2 separate regions of the Mus musculus genome follow, and region 1 is linked to region 2. The links are chromatin contacts, called in public Hi-C maps. All regions are on one chromosome and are shown on one strand. The core of a region is the stretch at or near the end of the contact, and the rest is flanking DNA. Distances in the headings are between cores, read along the strand shown.

Region 1 (5,938 bases), core at 1,367-3,866, 340 kb after region 2:
TAACTCAAACAAGTCAATGGCCTTTCTCTACACAAAGAATAAACAGGCTGAGAAAGAAATTAGGGAAACAACACCCTTCTCAATAGCCACAAATAATATGAAATATCTCGGCGTGACTCTAACGAAGGAAGTGAAAGATCTGTATGATAAAAACTTCAAGTCCCTGAAGAAAGAAATTAAAGAAGATCTCAGAAGATGGAAAGATCTCCCATGCTCATGGATTGGCAGGACCAACATTGTAAAAATGGCTATCTTGCCAAAAGCAATCTACAGATTCAATGCAATCCCCATTAAAATTCCAACTCAATTCTTCAACGAATTAGAAGGAGCAATTTGCAAATTCATCTGGAATAACAAAAAACCGAGGATAGCAAAAACTCTTCTCAAGGATAAAAGAACCTCTGGTGGAATCACCATGCCTGACCTAAAGCTTTACTACAGAGCAATTGTGATAAAAACTGCATGGTACTGGTATAGAGACAGACAAGTGGACCAATGGAATAGAATTGAAGACCCAGAAATGAACCCACACACCTATGGTCACTTGATCTTCGACAAGGGAGCCAAAACCATCCAGTGGAAGAAAGACAGCATTTTCAACAATTGGTGCTGGCACAACTGGTTGTTATCATGTAGAAGAATGCGAATCGATCCATACTTATCTCCTTGTACTAAGGTCAAATCTAAGTGGATCAAGGAACTTCACATAAAACCAGAGACACTGAAACTTATAGAGGAGAAAGTGGGGAAAAGCCTTGAAGATATGGGCACAGGGGAAAAATTCCTGAACAGAACAGCAATGGCTTGTGCTGTAAGATCGAGAATTGACAAATGGGACCTAATGAAACTCCAAAGTTTCTGCAAGGCAAAAGACACTGTCTATAAGACAAAAAGACCACCAACAGACTGGGAAAGGATCTTTACCTATCCTAAATCAGATAGGGGACTAATATCCAACATATATAAAGAACTCAAGAAGGTGGACCTCAGAAAATCAAATAACCCCCTTAAAAAATGGGGCTCTGAACTGAACAAAGAATTCTCACCTGAGGAATACCGAATGGCAGAGAAGCACCTGAAAAAATGTTCAACATCCTTAATCATCAGGGAAATGCAAATCAAAACAACCCTGAGATTCCACCTCACACCAGTGAGAATGGCTAAGATCAAAAATTCAGGTGACAGCAGATGCTGGCGAGGATGTGGAGAAAGAGGAACACTCCTCCATTGTTGGTGGGATTGCAGGCTTGTACAACCACTCTGGAAATCAGTCTGGCGGTTCCTCAGAAAATTGGACATAGTACTACCGGAGGATCCAGCAATACCTCTCCTGGGCATATATCCAGAAGAAGCCCCAACTGGTAAGAAGGACACATGCTCCACTATGTTCATAGCAGCCTTATTTATAATAGCCAGAAACTGGAAAGAACCCAGATGCCCCTCAACAGAGGAATGGATACAGAAAATGTGGTACATCTACACAATGGAGTACTACTCAGCTATTAAAAAGAATGAATTTATGAAATTCCTAGCCAAATGGATGGACCTGGAGAGCATCATCCTGAGTGAGGTAACACAATCACAAAGGAACTCACACAATATGTACTCACTGATAAGTGGATACTAGCCCAAAACCTAGGATACCCACGATATAAGATACAATTTCCTAAACACATGAAACTCAAGAAAAATGAAGACTGAAGTGTGGACACTATGCCCCTCCTTAGAAGTGGGAACAAAACACCCATGGAAGGAGTTACAGAAACAAAGTTTGGAGCTGAGATGAAAGGATGGACCATGTAGAGACTGCCATATCCAGGGATCCACCCCATAATCAGCATCCAAACGCTGACACAATTGCATATACTAGCAAGATTTTATCGAAAGGACCCAGATGTAGCTGTCTCTTGTGAGACTATGCCGGGGCCTAGCAAACACAGAAGTGGATGCTCACAGTCAGCTAATGGATGGATCACAGGGCTCTCAATGGAGGAGCTAGAGAAAGTACCCAAGGAGCTAAAGGGATCTTCAACCCTATAGGTGGAACAACATTATGAACTAACCAGTACCCCTGAGCTCTTGACTCTAGCTGCATATGTATCAAAAGATGGCCTAGTTGGCCATCACTGGAAAGAGAGGCCCATTGGACACGCAGACTTTGTGTGCCCCGGTACAGGGGAACGCCAGGGCCAAAGGGGGGGAGTGGGTGGGTAGGGGAGTGGGGGTGGGTGGGTAAGGGGGACTTTTGGTATAGCATTGGAAATGTAAATGAGCTAAATACCTAATAAAAATGGAAAAAAAAAATAAAAAATAAAACATAGCAACCTTACCATATACAAAGACCCATAGGTTCATAAGTCATGGAATAGTTTATTTTCTTTATGCATGCTTTCTTTTTCTCACAATCTATTTTCCAGTACCAACAAATGTTTGAAACTGCTCATCTCAGCATCTGTCGTGGCTGGCACAAGAAACCAGTGGTATCTGCAAACCATATCAGTATGTTGTAAACAAGCACATCTTGACATGGATCTTCATCCTCCAGAACTCCAGTCTCTGCTAATACATCCCAGCAGGAGACAGGCTGGGCAGGGAGTGGCACTTGACATTCCAAGATAGGAAATCAGTTGCAGAAACAGCTGAGCCTGGGAGAGCTAAGAGTGGCTCATGTAGGGATTATGGTCTCTCTGGGTTGTCTGTTTGGCAAGAGAAGATGTGGGGCTGCATTAGGATACCGGGAAATGCGCTCTGCCCCTTATAGTAAGATGGCTGGGGAAGACGCGCCAAGGAGACGGATAAACCTTCAGATAGGCGATTAGGAGATGTGGACATCAAACATCACTGACGGTAAAAAGGACCGAAGAGTCCACCCACAACAGGATTAACTTGTCCCTTTTCAAGAATAGGTCGCATTTTTAAAAAGTCTCCACAAAGAGATTATTAGTGTTTATCTCATTGATTGGTGTTAATTCCAGGACCTTATTATGATAGGCAAGTACTCTACCAGGGAGCTAGATGCTAATAAAGCCATGGAGAAATCAGACTTGCAGGGAAAAAAAAAAAAAAAAAAGGATGAATGAACCAATACTGGATACTTACAGATTCTATTTTGTGTTTTGTACAATCAATAACAAGAATTAGTAGAAATAGAAAAATAAAACTTTGAGAAGACAGTATATTAGTTCTGAGTGATCAAAAATAAAGTCTATAGGGATGCTATTGAGACAACTCAATGGCAGAATCTAGGATGGAACTGGGCTGCCTGTGACCTGGCTTGGCCCAGACAAAGCCGGCTCTGCCCCTCAGTCTGCCATTCTCTGTGTCTCTGCTCCAGTCTGCACTGGGTCTCCATGTCAAAGAACATTTATCAGAAACCGACGCTATGGCTTATGGTCCACACGGGAACTGAAGTTATTTTGTTTTGTTTTGTTTTTCCATCTCAGATTTGGTACATCCAAACCATCCCTATGAAATGTCTTCAAAGACATGGTGGTCAGTGAGTAAAAGTCATACATTTACAACAAATGACCCAAAGTAGGGGGACACACATTTGAAAAATTAGCTGAATACAATCAGGAAAGAGTTCAAGAGAAGTTCTGTCATGACACTCACCATTAGGAGAGCTCGGAGAAGAACAATAATGAGAAAAAACACAATTATAACATGTACTTGGATTTATGTACAGTGTAGTGTGTGTGTGTGTGTGTGTGGGTGGGTGTTTGCTGTGTGTGTGTATGTTTGCTGTGTGTGTGTGTCCATGTGTGTGTGTGTTTGCTGTGTGTGTGTGTCCGTGTGTGTCTGTGTGTGTCCATGTGTGTGTGTAAGAATAATAACAAGGGCCAAATGGTCTTTAAACATTACTTTAATTTTTAGTGTACTTTTGTTTCTACAAGTCTTTTATTGTAAGCATCTTCATTCTTTATATATATCAAAATATTTAAAGATTTATTATTTATTCATTCATTTATTTATTCAAAATGATGGGGATTTGTGTGTGTGTGTCTGGGTGGGTTTCCCTTCATTACGTGTAGGTAGCTTCTGTAGCCAGAAGAGGGCAACAGATCACTTGGAGCAGGTCCATGTGAGCTGAGATTCTTTTTTTTTAAATTAGATATTTTCTTTATTTACATTTCAAATGCTATCCCTATACCCTCCCCCCACCCTGCTCCCCTACCCACCCACTCCCACTTCTTGGCCCTGGTGTTCCCCTGTACTGGGGCATATAAAGTTTGCAAGACCTAGGGGCCTCTCTTCCCAATGATGGCCGACTAGGCCATCTTCTGCTACATATGGAGTGAGCCGAGATTATTGAGATGACCTACTGGTTCATTTGTTTCCATTCCTTCCAATCTCATCACAGTATCTCAGACTCTTAATCGATTTTGGTTGCACATTTGCCTCTTTCTAGACATTTTGATCAGCAATTTCCTGGTTTGATGTTTTTCTTATAGCATTTCATTCACATGTAAGAGTATTTTAATTTCCAAGATTTTTCCCCTTTGAAAATAATTCTTAATACGTAATAAATTTAAAAAAAAAGGAAATGAGATGAAAAAAAAAGAAAATAGTTCTTAATTTCTCAAAAAAAAATTTTTAGACAGACATTTTGTACAAAATTCTGCTTCTTTGATTTAGTTTTCACTGAGGTTAATTATCCCCAGTTAAATACATTTTTTATTATTAGGTATTTATTTAATTTATATTTCCAATGCAGTTAAATACATTTTTATATATGCTTTATGTTCTAAACGTATGGCAGTTTGATATGAAACGAACTATGTACATATTCTATTGTTTTCTTATTTAAATTCTCTGAACATTATTTTACTTTTATTTTTATAGGGAGTGTACTTTTATTTTATGAGTGTACCAATGGTGAACTGGTTCTCTGAGAATCATGTGGTGTAATTATCTTCTTCTTTATGGAATCTGAGGAAGTTACTTTGTTCTTAAAGGGCCTTGACTGGTATTTTTCATAGTGAATGTCGTCTTGGGGACTGATTGTAAAGACTGAATGAGGCAGTGCTTGGAAGGCATTGACTCTAGACAAGGTAAATGAGAAAAGCATAGTAGATATTTACTCTTCTACAGGATTTCTACAAGCATCTTTGTTTATTTATCAGGGTCTAAATAATTTTGAAATTTTTATTTTTAGTAATTTTTCCAGTATAAAAAGTCGAGAAATAAATAAATACATACTATAAGACAGTATGACTATGGATATAAGTAAAAAGTGACTCTTCTCAGCTTTTGCTCTGTATGTAATTAATATTCATGTCCACTTGCATTCTTTATATTCTGTATATATTTCAGAAACTTTCTACATAGTTGCTCAGTTTCTGTGATATAAACTTGCGCCCTACACCCTTAAATTGTATCTTGAAAACCCATGGGATTTGTGAGCTACAATCTTTTTTTTTTTTTCTTAAAAAGCTATAAATATTGTCTTTCTCTTGCCCAATTTTCCAAGCTGTTGAGGGAGACATGTCTATACTGACTGGTGACTGGTTAATTCCAGCCCCTGGTTAGAAGTTGTAGGATTTGCTTTTGTTCCTTGGAGTTCAGGAGTTTTTCCAGGTAATATAGTGTGACATGTGTTGTTGTTAATCTAGCTTGTCAATCAAAAGCCTTTGATCTGAAAACTCAAGTAAGTGAAATACTGTTCCTTCTATTTCTGCTTCTCCATCTGTTTCTTTGTTCTGAAATGCATATTTGATCTTTTAAATTTTTCTTCTATTACACTTACTTTTTCTTAATTGATACTCTGTTAACTATTGATTATAAGATTGTTTCCATGTTATTATGGAAAATTTTACCAGTATTGACATTATTTTTCACTGCTTTTATTCAATTTTTAAATTAAACACACCCTGATTCTGAAAAAGCTTTGTTCTCATATGTGCTTGTGTGTGCATGTGTGTTCATGTGTGTGTGAGTG
Region 2 (5,777 bases), core at 569-3,068:
TTAGAATACTAAAGTTTTCCTCAAGTTATTTCTAGTTATAGCTTAATTTTCTACTTAACATTAAAATAAAATTATACAGTATAATGAGGTGACTGATGTAAAAAATAAAAAGATAACTTCCTATAATTTTGACTATTACCCAGAATTACTATTGCTATATATTCATTTACAACGTTAGAAGGTATTCACATAGTAACTTTCTCAGTGACTTTGATTTTCTTTCACTTTAACTTTAAGACCTTTCCTCTCCTTAAACGTTGTTAACGATCCATCATTAGAAAGTGCAGAGCACCTCCACTGCATATCCCATGGAGGGCCAGCATCTGGGTCGGGGCTGACGGTCTAGGGTTATAGAGCAGAGTATTCACACACCCGACACAGTTCCCTCAGCAAACACACAGAAGACGCCCGCTGTCACCACTGCAGTGATAAAGCAGCACTGACTACCCATGAAGAACTAGATTTGTTTAGTTTTCAGTGAGCGTTACAACTGGTTCACCAACACATACGCTAAGATTGTACATATGAGAGCCTCCTGAGTACAATATGCAAGTCCCAGTTGGACTATCTCCAGCAAGATGCAGACCATGTCTTCCAACCCATACTTTCAAAAACATATTACCTAGCTCACTGCCAGTGAATGTCAACACAAAACTACAGAGCGTGCTGTAATGACTTCACACTGTAAGAGCAATATACTGAGACAGAAAGTTTTGCCAAGAAAACTGGAAGAGAAAATCGGCACATATACAGCTTAAAATATTAAAAGTATTTATTTAAGAATGAAAAAGCTCACATATCAAATAGAATCCAAATTCTTAATAAAAACTATCGTATATTAAAATTATATACAGAATTCTTAAATATAGAATATATATAAGTAGCCAAAGTCCTAGGAGCGATTATGCAGAACATTCTACAGTTAGCGACTTGAGCATTTCAGTAACTCTGCTGTCTCTTCAAACCTGGAACAGAACAAATGCTGTGTTAGCTAAGGGCAGGGCTCATAATGGAAGACAGGACTTTGTTTGTTTCTGACCCTGAGATAAACTGAGTGTTCCTCTTTTTACATATAATTACATTAATACATGCACATAGAAGAGAGAAAAAAATAAATAAGTCAACCCTCATAGCCTAAGTTATTTTAGAAGTTTGCTAATGTTAAAGAGCTTTGTACTTTTTTAATGTAGTAGAGTACATAATATTGTGATACCATTTCATCATATATTTTCTTTACACTGCTCTTTGCCAAAACTAGATGCACTGCCCCCCTGTCCCAATGAAAGCATCAGCACTGTGCTCCTTTATCAACAGCATCCCAAAGCCAGCAGGACTAACAACTGAAAATGTCCCCAACTATCCAGCTACATGCTCACAAGGGTTTGGGAAACCAATCAGCACAAGTAGAAAGATGTGAATTAATTAGCAACATCTCTGCCCTCTGTAACTATGATTAACTCTGTGGACAGTGTGTTACACTACTTGTTGGGAGCCAACAAAATGACTCAGCACACACACACACACACACACACACACACACACACACACACACACACACAGGAAGCAAAGCAATGACCCACTGAGTCTGAAGGAAAAGCCACAGCTGATGGAGACTTCAAGGTGTGAACACACAAGCCCAGTCTGCCCACACGGCACTCCAAGGCAGCTCCTACAGAGCAATGGCTTCTCTCACCCTCTCTGTTACTTACATTTTTTTCATCCTTTCCATTTTCTGGATAGTTGTTTCCTTTAATTTGAAAAGCAACAAATTTAGGCAATTTCTCAAAGTAAACAATCCTCAAAGACAGACCATGGCTATAGAAGACACACTGGGGAACACTGCCTACAGAGACTAGTCAACACACAGACCCCTTGAGAGATTACATTTGTAAGTCACCATGTTCTTGCCAACACTATACCATACCCTACTATACACACTATATATAAACACAGTACTTGTTTCTTCTCGACCTTAGAAATCATCGAAGCAGTTGACAGGCTCTCTTACCTCTGAGAACTCTCTCAAGACACAGTAATTAACAATGGAGCTCCCGGGTGCTGTTTCTGATGAGACTGCACTACAGCCAGACGAGCGGTAGTTGCCTGCTGCTCCCCCCACACTGTAGTTTTTATCTGAGAAGAAAATACATTTTAGGATCCCTTTCCATTATACAGAGGAGCCAAGTATTTACAAATAAAATAATGTAAAATGGTTACCTGGTATAGATAAAATGAGTTTTTCATACATTTTTCTTATAGAGGCAGATGCTAAAAATTAATAAAAGTTTTAGAATGCCTTTGGGCTCTGTGGTGCATGCTTGTAATTACACACACGTAGGGAGCTGAGCAGCATGAGTTCACGGCTGACCTAAACAATACAGAGAAACTCTGTCTCCCCACGGCCCCCAATCCAAAATCATTTTACCTTTATCATGATCTGAATCACTTTAAGCATGTAGGAATGGTCGTAAGTTAAACTATAAACTACTTGGGACTAGAGTGACGGCTCAGCAGTCAACAGCCCTTGACTCTTCACGACTTGAGTTCAATTTCCAGCAATCACATGGTGGCTCACAGTGATCTGTAATGGGATCTGAGACCCTATTCTGATGTGCATAATAGAGCATTCAGATACATAAGATACATGAATGAATATATTTTGAAAAATAAATATAAACCACCTATTGATGTGTTCCTTTTTTACAATGGTGACATCTATAACATTGAATCATGAGAAAATTTTCACAATGCTTTATTAAAGCAATGTCGAAGTAATTTCAAAATTGCTCTATCTTTGTTTTGTGGCTAGTGGCAATTATAAAAACTGACTAAATATATATGTTATATATATAAATATAATATAATATATTTAGATATATAAATTTATAATATATTACATTTATATACAGTATATAATTATTGTATATACTATTATATAAATAATATAGTATATACAATAAATATAAAAATGATATAAACATGTATATTTTTATACATTATACAAAATATATCATATATAACATATATATAGCTGGGCGGTGGTGGCACACACCTTTAATCCCAGCAATTGGGAGGCAGAGGCAGAGGCAGGCAGATTTCTGAGTTTGAGGCCAGCCTGGTCTACAAAGTGAGTTCCAGGATAGCCAGGGCTATACAGAGAAACCCTGTCTCGAAAAAACAAAAAAAAAACAAAACAAAACAAAATTAAAAAATAACACACACACATATATGTATAATATAAACAATAATAAATATAAGTATGTCACTTATATATCATATTAATGATTAATATCATATTAATATGATATATAGCATAATCAAATATTATATTGTATTATAATCATACATTACATATATTTATCATATAAAATTATATATAGTTATGTATATATGTATGTGTTATCATCTATAACAAAAAATATAATTATAACACAAATATATTTATCTATATTACATATTATATAAACTTATACATGTTATAATGTATAACAAAATACATGTGTGTAATATATATATAGATATAATAAATATATATTAATATCAAAAGGGATCCAATCTTGAGTTAACGTATGGTAAAAAAAGTTAAAAATTCAAGATCTAGGTTCTTTATAACAAAAAACCCTTCCTTATGTCAGATAATCTGATATCAATGTAGCAAAATGAAAGCATATTTTTCTCATTAACTCCATCAATTACTGAACGGCACACATAGATACAACATTTTTCTATCAATCATGCCTATTTAAAAATCTGGCTACAAACAGGAAGCCAAAAATAAATCATTTAAACTGGTTTTCATAAAGAGCATTTTTGTAGGCCTTCCTGGATGCTAAAGAATTAATACTCATGGACTAAACAAATGCTTTTTATCCGAAACAGCCAAATCCTCCTTGACAACCTGTTGTCTACTCCAGCCTCCTTGGGGAATGGTTTTCTCAGCTTATTCTCCTGAATACACTCAGCCTGAATAAAATAGCTCAAGCTTAACATGAAACATGATCCGACTAATTTTGGTGTTAAAAAATTCTAAGATAGAAATGTCATTAGACTTGACACCTTCTGTATGGTATTTACTGAGTTGTGATCTATTTATTTACCGGACACTAACAAGGTCGCATGCCACAGCTCTGAAGACTAACTACACCAGGCTGCTTACAGGAGCCACGGGAACGTGACAATATTAAGAAATAATTTAACTCAGCAGGAACTGTAACTTCCATGCCTCTAAATATGTGTATTATTTTCTTCTGGTAAAGACAGGTGTTCTCTGAAGGTTCTGATTATTCCCTATGCTGTCCCAAAGGAGAAAAGGAACAAGTGTGCAGGGCTGAGAAGACAGTTGATAATAATGGCTCTCCTCATCTGAACTTGGAGTTTGAATTTTTGAGGCATATCACTGCTTCATATAAAAGAAGGTTAGCGCTACGGGCAGTGGTGGCACACACCTTTAATCCCAGCACTTGGGAGGCAGAGGCAGGCGGATTTCTGAGTTTGAGGCCAGCCTGGTCTACAGAGTGAGTTTCAGGACAGCCAGGGCTACACAGAGAAACCCTGTCTTGAAAAACCAAAAAAAAAAAAAAAAAAAAAAAAAAAAAAAAAAAAAAAAAAAGGTTAGCACTAGGCCAGCTAGGTGGCTACTAAAACAGGCATGGCATCCCGGACCGCAAAGGTTAGTGAGGGTCATACATACAGAAAGCCAGGCATATTTAATAGCCAGATCGGCCAAGTGCATATTATACTCACAACAGTTCTGGCTTCCTGTGCTCTGAGTAAAATCTTACTAGTTTAAACATACTTTCTTAGCCTTGCTGTAGAAGATTACGAATTGGTAACCGTGTACAGATTAGAGAAAAGGAGCAGCAGTGGCCCCCACACTGAGCTAAGGGAACATCAGTGGAAGGGCTTGCTCGTGACAAGGAGTGGCACTAATGGAGAGACACCACACCCAACTCTCATGTGACCACTGATTTCTCATGGCCAACTTTGGAGGACTGTATTTTACTAGTAACAGAACACATTGGGCTCTTCAGTCTTCTGTAACTTGCAAGGCAGTACTTACAAATCAAGACCTAAGCTGTGAGGCTCCCCCTTAACTATTTCATACACCATAATGATATTCAAACGTGAATTCAGTACTTTTTATGCACCTTCTCCTCACCTCTCTTTCCATCTTCTGTTAAAGACTAACAACTGCAGTGTAAGGTCCGTCTTCCCTTCCTTCTCTCCTTCACTGCTTCTGCTTCTATCAGTAACCACAGCTCCCACTTACACATCTCCAGTAGTTTACCTGCTCACTATCCTCACGATCAGTGTCCTAGTAAACTCCTCACTAGTGCTCTGAAAAATGACCACTACAACACCTGTGTGCTTTAGTTTCCTCTAGCTGATCACTATTCTCCTTGTAAGAGAATCATTCTGAAATACAAATCTGAAAATATTAACTAAACTGCTTCTATGACTCCAGGGTAAATTCCATGACCTGGCCTTTCTATTCCTCTGCTTCCACTCCCTTCATGTACACATATATGTCCATCTCGTAGTCAAACTGGAAGAAAGATAAACTCTTGGAGTACTACACCTGGACTAATTGTTCCTTCTTCTATGAGGATAAATGTATAAGACAAAGTAAAGTAAGGAGCAGCCCTGACAGTTGGTTAACCTGCCTGGCAATTAATACTCAAGTTACTGTATGTGCTAACAGATAGTATTTAATAGTCAACAATTTCACCTAAAGTCATGAAACACAGAGAAGTAAAACTACTGCCATGTCTGAAAAG

The links. A called contact is a pair of places that touch in the nucleus more often than the background predicts.
Region 1: a Hi-C map of the N1E-115 cell line shows a contact between it and region 2, with 4 times the contacts expected there. The contact joins two enhancer-like sites. A contact is called at or near these places in 12 of 484 Hi-C or Micro-C datasets (the Ba/F3 cell line, the G1E-ER4 cell line, the HL-1 cell line and 6 more).

The regions. Positions count from the first base shown.
Region 1 is chr8:56,869,620-56,875,557 of GRCm38.p6, forward strand. Gm33501 (a long non-coding RNA gene) reads right to left here. Exons shown (of 3, transcript XR_378983.2): 3 at 2,495-2,696. Among named protein-coding and RNA genes, the nearest start is that of Gm33501, 16 kb to the right of the region's middle. Within about 2 kb of position 2,617, at least 2 of the 459 cell types and tissues checked have an H3K27ac peak or open chromatin away from gene starts, as enhancers often do. A contact at or near this core is called in the N1E-115 cell line, where this site is marked.
Region 2 is chr8:56,530,768-56,536,544 of GRCm38.p6, forward strand. It overlaps Cep44 (centrosomal protein 44), which reads right to left. Exons shown (of 11, transcript NM_001009951.1): 9 at 2,009-2,133; 10 at 1,710-1,747; 11 at 755-965. The coding sequence ends at 923. Among named protein-coding and RNA genes, the nearest start is that of Gm24375, 12 kb to the left of the region's middle. Within about 2 kb of position 1,819, at least 4 of the 459 cell types and tissues checked have an H3K27ac peak or open chromatin away from gene starts, as enhancers often do. A contact at or near this core is called in the N1E-115 cell line, where this site is marked.